2 separate regions of the Rattus norvegicus genome follow, and region 1 is linked to region 2. Evidence: chromatin contacts called from public Hi-C data. All regions are on one chromosome and are shown on one strand. The core of a region is the stretch at or near the end of the contact, and the rest is flanking DNA. Distances in the headings are between cores, read along the strand shown. Region 1 overlaps LOC108348411 (a long non-coding RNA gene). Region 2 holds the start of Zfp703 (zinc finger protein 703).

The links. A called contact is a pair of places that touch in the nucleus more often than the background predicts.
Region 1: a contact with region 2 is called in a Hi-C map of kidney, with 2.7 times the contacts expected there. The contact joins the enhancer-like site here to the promoter of Zfp703 in region 2. A contact is called at or near these places in 8 of 12 Hi-C or Micro-C datasets (the A7r5 cell line, the Rat2 cell line, kidney and 3 more).

Annotation. Positions count from the first base shown.
Region 1 is chr16:71,859,669-71,864,817 of GRCr8, reverse strand. It overlaps LOC108348411 (a long non-coding RNA gene), which reads right to left. Exons shown (of 5, transcript XR_005494965.2): 1 at 4,966-5,149; 2 at 3,887-4,031; 3 at 1,367-2,935; 4 at 482-542; 5 at 1-242. Among named protein-coding and RNA genes, the nearest start is that of Rpl21l3, 41 kb to the right of the region's middle. Within about 2 kb of position 1,732, at least 7 of the 93 cell types and tissues checked have an H3K27ac peak or open chromatin away from gene starts, as enhancers often do.
Region 2 is chr16:71,782,123-71,787,238 of GRCr8, reverse strand. It overlaps Zfp703 (zinc finger protein 703), which reads left to right and starts at 3,729. Exons shown (of 2, transcript NM_001109425.2): 1 at 3,729-4,003; 2 at 4,968-5,116. The coding sequence starts at 3,758.

The DNA.
Region 1 (5,149 bases), core at 483-2,982, 80 kb before region 2:
ACGGCTGTTTGGAACGGGATCGTGGTAGCTTTTTTTTTATTTTTACACATATGTATATTTTCTGATTTTCTTTGAAACAGGAATACATCTTTCTCTGCAATCTGAGTAAAGCGGCTTCTGCTGTGGAATGATGTGTGCGTCTGTGTATGCAGTGTATACAGGACTGCTCTTGGGCTGCTGTGGCTTCACAAACCACCTCCATCCCTTCCAGGGCTGCAGGCCTAGCACCACTTCCCAGTCACCTGGGGGGAATAAAGAAACGCCATTCCCCTGAGAACAGGGTAATAGTCACAGCCCAGAGGCTTCGATGGGGATGCTAAGAATAGGCACACCCTGCACGCCACTGAGAAGTCAGGATCTCAACTGGGTTGGACCGAGGTCATGATTTGCAGACAGCCATGGGGCCCTTGGAAGTGAAGTGGGATCCCTGTGAAGTTGGCCGATGGCTTCAGAGTGACCCCTGGAAAAGATGTTCACCTACCTGCCAAGTGTCAGAAGGATACTGGCTAACTCCATGACACTGGAAGAGCTCCTTCTGGGTTCTAGAAAGAACGGTAGTCAACACGGAGTCATCGGACTCTAACCACAGTCATCCAAAGTGATAATCATGACAACCAACTCCCAGGGTCATGAGAAGGTCAAACATCCCTGAGTGAGGACCGCGAGGACTGGCACACCACTAAAGTGTTAACTGTGACATCCATAGTCACGGTTAAATATGTGAATGAGACGATAACCTCTTAAACAGCCAGACTTGCAACAGTTCGCACATGTGTCCTTACAAACACAGTGAGAGCTGATAATTACAGCTGAGGACCATTAGTCATTTGCCAAATGATTTCACTTGAACCCTGTGTTCATTAATTACTTCATAACAAAAACAAGCTAGGTTTTACTGCCCGGTTCTTACAGGTGATAAAAGTGAGTCCTGAAGGTCTGTCTGATTGTCTCCTGGAGACATCCATACATTAATAAGCAGTATTTGAAACCCAGTCCTGACCCAGTTGCGCCCCTACTGGCCACACATGCCCCAGGACACCTAGCATTTATCTACCGAGTCATAAACTCAATTTCTGGACTTCTCATAAAGCAGCTTGGAGTCAGACCATTGGTGAGGGAGACTCTAAGTGAAGAATCAGGTAGGCCAATAAAGCAGGTGTCCTCCCTCCAAGTATGGTGCATTCCAGCACTCAGGAAGTCGAGGCAGGAAGGTCTTGAGTTCCAGACCAGCCTGGGCTACACCTAGCAAGACCTTCTCTTCTCTCAAAGCAAACCCAAAAGCTAGCACACACACACATACTCGCTCCAATCTGCATTGTCTCCTGCTTTCGGCTGGGACTGAGATCAGAGCTATTTGTCTGCTTACCTGATGGGGCTACACCGTGCTCTGAAGACCAGCAGCCATAGCAGATCCTGGGCCCAGCAGGCCTAGGAGCTGCCCAGGCTTTTCTGAGCCTGCCCTAGCCCCAGGCCACTGTCAGGTTCACCTAGCAGAAAGAGGGGAAATGTATTCAGAGGTACAAGGATGGGGAGACGACCACTAAACCCCACCTCTGAGCTCTTCCAAACCAAGATCTGATCTTAGCCAACTAGCCTGCCCTCTACTGAGGCCACAAGCTGCTGCCAGCTCCAGCCTGGCTTTGTGCCAGCCTTCAAGTGTCGCCTTGAGCTGGGAGAACTCAGCAGCTCTGAGGCACTGACCTTCCTGCCAGAGCCATGCCAAACACCTGTCACAGGCCTGAGTACTAATGACAGGCCTGAGTGAGTGGCACCGAGTTGAGCAGCTGTGCTAGTGGCATGCCCTTCGAAGGTCAACGGAGCACATTTACGCAGCCTTGGGGGAGCACAGGGGTGGGCGGGGCCGTCACCCTTCAAGCAGAGCAGGTAGCTCCATTACTTGAACTGAGGCTCTCCCAGCCGTACGTGTAATTGACATCCCTCTGGCATTTTTTTTCTTTTGTCCTATAGAACAGAAGGAAGAGGAGAGAAAGGAAGCTGTATTTGCCCCTTGTAGCCCTGCTGACTGCCCAGGAGAGTGGAGTAAGCCCACCTGACACACTTCAGGAACTATCATCCCAGAACTGGGACTCCCAGAAGGTTCTTCCCCCACTGACTTTGAAGCCCACCCCACTCACTCCAGGAAGTCTACACTCCTGTGCTGAGCTCCTGAGAGCAGCTCATCCTACTGGATGCAATGGGCAGCCTCTGCCTTTCTTCCTGCCCAGCTCCCCAGATTTTCTAAGCCTTGCTATGGCACCTCCTGGCCACCCTCAGGAAGCCACCTGTCTCCACCCAGGGGCTCTGAGATGTCATGTCAGAGCACAGAGACAATTTAAACTGCAGGCTTTCTGAAAGGAGGAATCATCACCAAAGTCCAAGTCCAAGGCTAGTTGGGAAGGTACTAGACTGCAGGAAGTGAGTATCTAGCTATACAGTGCTCTCGGCAACCTACACCCTTAGGGAAACACACCTAGACCCCAGGAGGAGGCCTGGAACTTCTTTTCCTATATGTGTACCTATGAAGGTATATTGATTAGGAACAATAAAAAACAAACCTACAAACTACTAATAAAATAGAACAACTAGAACATTCTGTAATAAAGGTTATAAGAATATGGGAATTTTCCCTTTCTTGTTCTCCCTCTCTCCGTCCCCTCTCCCTCCCTCATGCTTTCTCCTATGCTGATGTGAGGTGTCACAATGCTGAACCTGACCACAGATACTCAAAGCCTAAAGACATGGACAGCAAAATCACAGATAAGGGGACCACTGTAGATGCCACACGCATGAAGGATCTTTACAGAGAGCAAAGCTTGATCGCTTCCCTCCTGGTTTGTTCTCGGTTAGGGAGAATCCATGAAGAATCCAGATTGTTGCACATCCTGAGCAAGAGACCGGGGATGAAGAGCTGTGTCGGTGAAGAGGCTCAGAGTCCCTGTTACAAAGGAGATGGTGAGAGAGGTGGGAGCTGCTTGGACAGAGTCGGAAAGACCCAGGCTCAATGCCCAAACCCACGGGAAAGTGCAATGCTGTGGCACTCATCTGTAATCAAAGCACGCCGGTAGCAAGATGGAAACCAGAGGCAGGGAACTTGCCCACATGCTCATGGGCCAGCTAGTGCAAGGTCTAAAGAAACTACAGGGAGGAGAACAGCAAGTCTTAAAGAAACTACAGGGAGGAGAACAGTAAGTCTTGAAGGTTGTCCTCTGACCCGCATACATGAAACCTTAACAAGGGTTAGCACTGTAATCAACATGTGTGTGTGTGTGTGTGTGTGTGTGTGTGTGTGTGTGTGTGTGTGTGTAAAAGACATGTAGGCACCCAAGCTCTGGGGAGGAGGTGTACTCAATGGGGGAAGGCACCCAGATCTAAAAAGTTTCAGAGATTTGGATGCGAGGCAGTGGGATCAGTGAGAGACCCACTGAGAGCAAAGAGCGCAAGAACCCTAAAGATGGCGTTCCCGAAGACCATCTCTCCGTGGCCCAGGCAGTGATCCAAGAGTCAGGAGGAGTCAACAGAGATAGCAGTTCTGCTTCAGGAAAACAGGACGGGTGTCTGGGGAGGGGGCGGGGGGAGGAATATCCCGATGCTGATTTTTAGGGGGTTGTGCGTGTGATACACAGTGGGTGGTGTTATTATTATAAAACGATGTCAGGAATAGACCACAGGCCTCCCAGCAGATGCCAAGGCCAGATGGAAGGCTGACAGTGTTTCCACCTCACTTGCTCCCGTGTCCCAGGATCCCCCCCTGAGCATCCCCAAGGGGCCCAGGCAGCTAGCACTTCATCAGCAAAGTAGAGGGAAACTGTGGCGAAGAATCAGCAGAGTTTAAAGGCACCTTCCTTCCCACCAGGCCTCTCAGCCTGTCTCCAAGGTTTCCCCTTACCTCTCAGGGCACTGTTCCAGGTAGGGACAGCTGAGACTGCAGCCGAGTAGCACAGTTCACCTAGACACCAAGTGGCAAGGGTATTGAGCATCTCTGGCTGCACAGGCACTGAGAATTTAGTGACAGTCTCGACTCACGCAGTCCTCTGTGGACCATAAATGAGAGAGTTCAGAGATGTTGAGGGCATCCCCCAAGTCACACAGCTACATAAGTATTAGGAACAGCTCTCAAGTCAGGCTTTTTTGTTTTTCTGTTCCAAGACAGTAAGAACCATCATCTGTGATCAGATGTGGATAGACTTAGAAAACAAGATTGAGCCTGGACCTCAAAGATGCTCCAGCAGATGACCCAGCAGAGAAGGCCTGAGAGTGGCTGGAAAATCTAGCTATTTCACAACCCCTCTGCCCCTCAAGGGCTGTCAAGGAAGGGACACCCCCAGGCTAACTGTGGAGCTTTGGGAAGACTTATCCCAATGTGGGGAGGGCTACGAGAGGAGAAGGGAAGTCGATGATAAAACTTCCCCCCCCCCACCGTGGAGAGCTGGTACCCAGGGAAGAACAGTGCATCCTGTCCCCTATATTTCATGACAGACAATAACAATTGGACATGTCGTTCCCCAAAACCAGAAACTCAAAGCAATTCGAGATGAACTTTCAGAATGATGAAACAAATGGCCATGCTCGTGTAACACACCAAATAAATCACACCAAAGTGAGAGTCATAATTCCCAAAAGTACACAGAGAATTGATTTTACTATGACACTCATCATGATGAACGGGGTACAACCCTGCAGGGGCCACCTTAAGTGGCTACCGTTTAACCCCTGTTCTCCCAGACCAGACCCTTCCTTTGCTGGGTCTACAGCCACAAGAAGGCTAAATATACAACTCTCTTGACACCGGCTTGAGACTGGACCTGCTCCACAAGCCCTCCTGATACAGGTACCACAGCAGGTCCTAAGCCCGGTGAGCTAGGCCAAGCTCCTATCTGAAGCAGTGACCAGTAGGATATCAGCTGACCAGCTGAACAAAGGGAAGAAAGACCTGGTATCTTTCATCAGTAATGGGTTTCTTCTTACAGCTGTCTGGATGCGGGGGAACACTGCTTACACCCAGCTGCCTTCCCGGAAGTCAAAGAAGCCTAATTACTCAGAGGCTGGGTCAAGATCTTGCTTGCCTGCAGAGATTGGTTTTAGAGAAGGAACTGAGAGTTCCCCATCCAGATCTACAGGCAGCAGGAAGAGAGAAAGCCACAGGAAATGA
Region 2 (5,116 bases), core at 2,480-4,979:
CCAGACGTTGATGGGTGAGACACTTAGTGCATAACTTTGCAGAGCAATTTTCCCAAGAGGCAGACGGTACACTGCATCCCCGGCATCGTTTACCTGGGATTCTCTTTGTCTCAACACTCCACTTGCGATGGCCACTCTTAGATTTTATGTATGGGAAAAAACCGAAGCGTATGGGGAAAAGGCAAGGTGCCCAGGTCACTGCCTCAGCGCGCCCTCAAGGCCTGATTGTGCTGGGGACCTGACTCCATATAACTCCAGGAACTTCAGGTAAATAACAAACCCATTCCTCACTCTTCAGCTCTGGCTGGGCTGCTTACAGCATCCAGTATTATGGAAAGCATCGCATAAAATCAAGCTGGCTCGTGATTCCTGCTAAGGAGATCGATCGTGAGTTCTATCTAACCCAGGCCAAGCTACATAGTGAGATCCCGCATGCTAGACAGAAAAGGGAATGACTTGCAGATAGGTCATTCTTTACTACAGTGTCATAGAAACAGCTTCAAGTAGCTTTAACCCTGTCCTGTGTGATCACTGCTCCTCACTCCCGAGGAACTGACAAATAAGAGCCCGTGCATCTGCCACATTTCTGCAAGGACTCGGGCTGGGTGCCCTGCTCAGCAACGTTTTACACGGGTTATTCAGGCACATTCCTAACACAATGCTCTGCCCACTGCTGGCCCCTCAGTAAACACGGACCGGGGTTGATTAATGAGTCATGTTCTCTCCCAGGTGGCAGGCCATTCCTTTGAAAACTGAACTTCCTTTCAGGCGGCTGAGGCCCAGTGTAGTGCTCTGTATGGGGTAACAATTTTGCTAAGTAAATGTCAAATAGTCATCTCGATAATCATCTGCAAGTGTTTTAATTAGGCCTTGGGCCTAGCTCAGTACGGTTTGTTTTTTTTTTTTTTTCCATTTTTCTCTCAGAAGGAAACTGGATAGACCCAATCAAGGACACTCTCCTGTCCTTACCAGCACCCCAACGTGTGTCCCTACCCTCTGTGTGTGCTGCGGAGTGTGTGTGCCCTGCATTCTGTCCAGGAGCTGTAAGCAGACCTGGCCTAGACAGCATGCTGTCTGACGCCATTATCCCTGTCCATGATAACTGCTGTGAGCTTAGAGAATTAAGTTTCTAAAAAGGACAATGTATAGTTCCGTGGGGAAATCACCTACCCTTACCCAGCCCGGACATCCTGTCTGCACCCATTCTCCCTTTTGTTCATTTGACATCTTTCGACTTTCCTAATAAAAATACTCCACCGTCCTTTCTGTGGCCTCCTGCCCTCCCACCCACATTCCTAAGTGTCTACTCTCTTTCCCTCCAACTTAGTTCCCATTAATCATTTCAAACACACATCTGCTCAGCTCCTAGAAGGGTTTCTAGGCTCACTCTCCCAGCTGGACTTTCATCTCTGTCTCCAAACTCTTCCTTCTTCCCAGTTCTTCCTCCGACACATCCACAAAGACCATCATCCCTCTATAGCCTAACATCTGCTCTTTTCTCCGGAAGGCCAAAGGACCTGGTAAGTTTGAAGTAACCCTGCAGTGAACTTTGTTAGGAAACAGGGTCTCACTCTGTAGACCCTGTTTGGGGTCTGGAGCCCTGTTTGGCTAGACTGGAACTCACTAGGTATGCCAAGCTGGTCTCAGATTCATCACGTGACCCTCCTGCCTCAGCCTCCTGGGTGCTGGCTCCCTACCCAGCCTGAAGAAGAATTTTAAAGATAAGTGTTTTCAGGGGACTGTGAGGTCAGAACGCATAGGCTGGTGTGAGCAGAGCTTAAGGGAGCTGGGGCAGGGAGTAAATCTTTGCACCATAAAATAAATGAGAAAATCCTCCTCTTTTCTGTTCCCATGCCCTTCCTGCTGCAATGTGGACCATTTCGTCAGGGTCAGGGCACCTCTGGCCATTCCTTTTCAACTCATTTTATAAGATCTAAAGATGAGGGAGGGGACAGTCAGGCAATTTCTATATACATTGATTTATCCATCCGTGTGCATCCAGGGAGAGTTTGAGTTTAGTGTGTGACTGGCGTGGCCTTGAAAGCTGCCTGCCGTCGTCTGTCCGTCCGTCCTCTTTCCTGAGCATCATAAAGTTTATGATTGTTCTATGAGTAGTTATTTCTCTCACTTTGAAGATTCCTTTGAAAGTTCTTGTTCTCACGTTGTGTTGAGTCATTGGTACCAGAGTCAGAGGGAAAAGAAAAAAGGGAAAAAGGAAAAAAAGAAAACAAAAAACAAAAAACCGTGGGTCAGCACCACGCACTCAGAACCACATAGTCCTGGGCAACACAAACACAATACAAAGACAGAACTTGATGGTCAGAGTGACTGAGAAATCACAACTGGAAAGTGGTATTCAAAAGGAATGGCGACACCAGCGCGCCTCCACTGGCCACTGAGGGCATGCAAAAGTGGTCACTCCAGAGCTGGGACACAAAGCACCATTCTCAGCTTATTGAGACAAGAATCTAGAACTTTACGGTCAGGTCCATGACTATGTAAAAATTAAAAAAAAAAAATCTCTGACAAGTGTAAATACATACTTTTTCCGGAAGGCTTGGGGGAATCCGAGAGGGTACTGTTATTATCAATAAAAAAAAAAGTTTTATTTCGAAGTTTCCCTGGGGGAAAAACCAAGAGCAGTCTCTGGAGTTTGTATCACTCTGCAGTGCTGAGACACCCCCCCCTCCTCTAGGATACCGGCCTCTACTTTGATGCGACTCCTAACCACGTCGCCGCCGCCAAGCAGCAGCTCGTCACAGCAGGGTGAGGTAGCTTTACGACTTTAAACGGGACAAGAACCCTGAAACACACCTAAACACGATCAATAATTCAGGGCGCCCCCGGGGCGTCCCAGGAGCTTTGAGGCAGCGCTCCTTGCCAAGGGAGGCAACCTTCAACCACGCTTCACCTAGACCATCCCTCCTGGAAGGGAGTCTTTCAATTTGCAGTCTGACTGGACAAGCTCAAAGTAGTTGGAAGGGTCCAGGCAGCGCCCAGGGAATAGTGGATGCCCCCAAGGCTTCGGTGCTTCCAAGTGAACACATCCGGGAGAAGCCAATTAGGGGAAAGAGAACCGGCCGAAGCAGCTCGGAGAACCGGCCGAGCTCCCGAGGCGTAGTCCGCCCCCAGGCGGCCCCGGGGAGAGGCTTGGATCCTAGGACCGGAGCAGGCGCCGTGCGTTCCCACTCCGGTCTCCACCCTAGACACTAGTGGGAAGCAGCGGGCAACAGGAGAGCCAGCGCAGGAGAGGGCGCAGAGCCCGTGTCCAGAAGTCCCATCCCTTGTGTGACCCGTTGGCTAGGGCAGCTGGGCACAACCCGCAAAGGAAAGCGGATCCAGCGCGCGGCGAAGGCCGGGAGGCGGCGACGGGCTAGGGCGCTTTAAGACTCTCCCCGCCCACCGGCGGCGCCCGCCTCCGCCCTCCGCTCTCCCCGCCCCGGGGTCCGGGAGAGAGCTGCGATTGGGCGGGCGCGGCGATCCCTTTGAAGTGTGGCTGCAGATCGCGGCTATTTGACGTGCAGCTCGCGGAAGGCGAAGGTTTTTGTGTTGCTCGCCTGGGCTAGCGGCGGCGGCGGCGGCGGCGGCGGCGGCGGCGGCGGCGGCGGCGGCGGCGGTGGAGGAGGGGAGGCGGCACGGAGGCGCAGCGGCTGCTGCACGGCGTTCGACGCAGCGGAGCGAGCCCACCCGCCCCCGGAGCTCGCCTCCCGGAGCTTCCCCTCCCTCCCCGCCCCCCCAGTGGCGCTGCCTCCTCCAAATGAGCGATTCGCCCGCTGGATCTAACCCAAGGACACCCGAAAGCAGCGGCAGCGGCGGCAGCGGCGGCGGCGGGAAGAGGCCGGCGGTGCCGGCAGTGGTGTCCCTCCTGCCCCCGGCGGACCCCCTGCGCCAGGCGAACCGGCTCCCTATCAGGGTCCTGAAGATGCTGAGCGCTCACACCGGTCACCTCCTGCACCCGGAGTACCTGCAACCGCTGTCCTCCACTCCCGTCAGCCCCATTGAGGTCAGTCTCCCGGCGCTGCCCACCTAGAACTGAACCCACTCCTCCACCCATGCTGGGCCCTTGGCTCTGCTCCCTGCCCCCCCCGCCCCCAGTAGCTCAGTGGGACGAGAGGCCCGAAGCTGGCCACGCTGGCGGAGCTCCTGAGGAGGGACGGAAGGCAGGAATCAGACCCCTCCAGGTTCTCCCTAGACTCCTGGGTGGAAGGTTTTTGCCCACTCGCCCTTTGGAGCTGCATGTTTTCTATAGGGCTGGATTTGCTCTTGTGGTGCCCAGAGTCCTTTACTTTTTCTGTGGCCCCTTAGAGTCCTGTCCAAAGACTGCTTCTGGACCTCCCTCGCCTCCACCCCGATCTGTTCTCTTGGAAGCCAGAGGTGTCCCTCTGCATCTTCCGCGGCCTGGTGGGGCACAGTGCAGAAAACCAGGCACTCGCGATCCTGGGTCTTTCTTCACCCTACTTCTCAGGGTGTCCTCCCTGGGAGGGAGGGAGGGAGGGAGGGAGAGAGGGAATGAGAGAGGGAGGGGCTACTCACAGGGCCAACTGCGGCTCTGCCTTTAGAAGGCGCCTCTCCCTACTCTTACCCCGAGCGCCATCACCAGAAACCCGTCCCAAACGAAGTTCTCCCAAACTAAAGGCTTAAGTTTTTCCCTGGGCCAAAAAGATGGGAAAATTAGATTAAAAAGGGGGGAGAATCACCACCCCGATTACAGCGAAGTCATCTTTATCTGGGAGGGCCGTTGTTGAGTCGTTTCTCCTGCGCGCCAGCGCCCATGACACACTCAGGGACTAACCCACAAGGCTAGTGCCATTCTGCCCAGCTGCTCCGCCAGAGCCAGGCCCTCTTTGGGTGACCCTCTTCTCTAGGCCCCCGTCATTCCCCCGGTGCCTGACTCTGCCTCCCTGCGCACTTGGTGGGTCTCCTATTCTCACCGTCTTCTCATTCCCCCTTGCCACTGTCTCCCGCAGCTGGACGCCAAGAAGAGTCCTTTGGCTCTGCTAGCCCAGACCTGCTCGCAGATCGGCAAGCCCGACCCGCCGCCCTCGTCCAAGCTCAACTCCGTGGCGGCGGCGGCGGCCAACGGGCTGGGATCCGAGAAAGACCCGAGCCGCTCCGC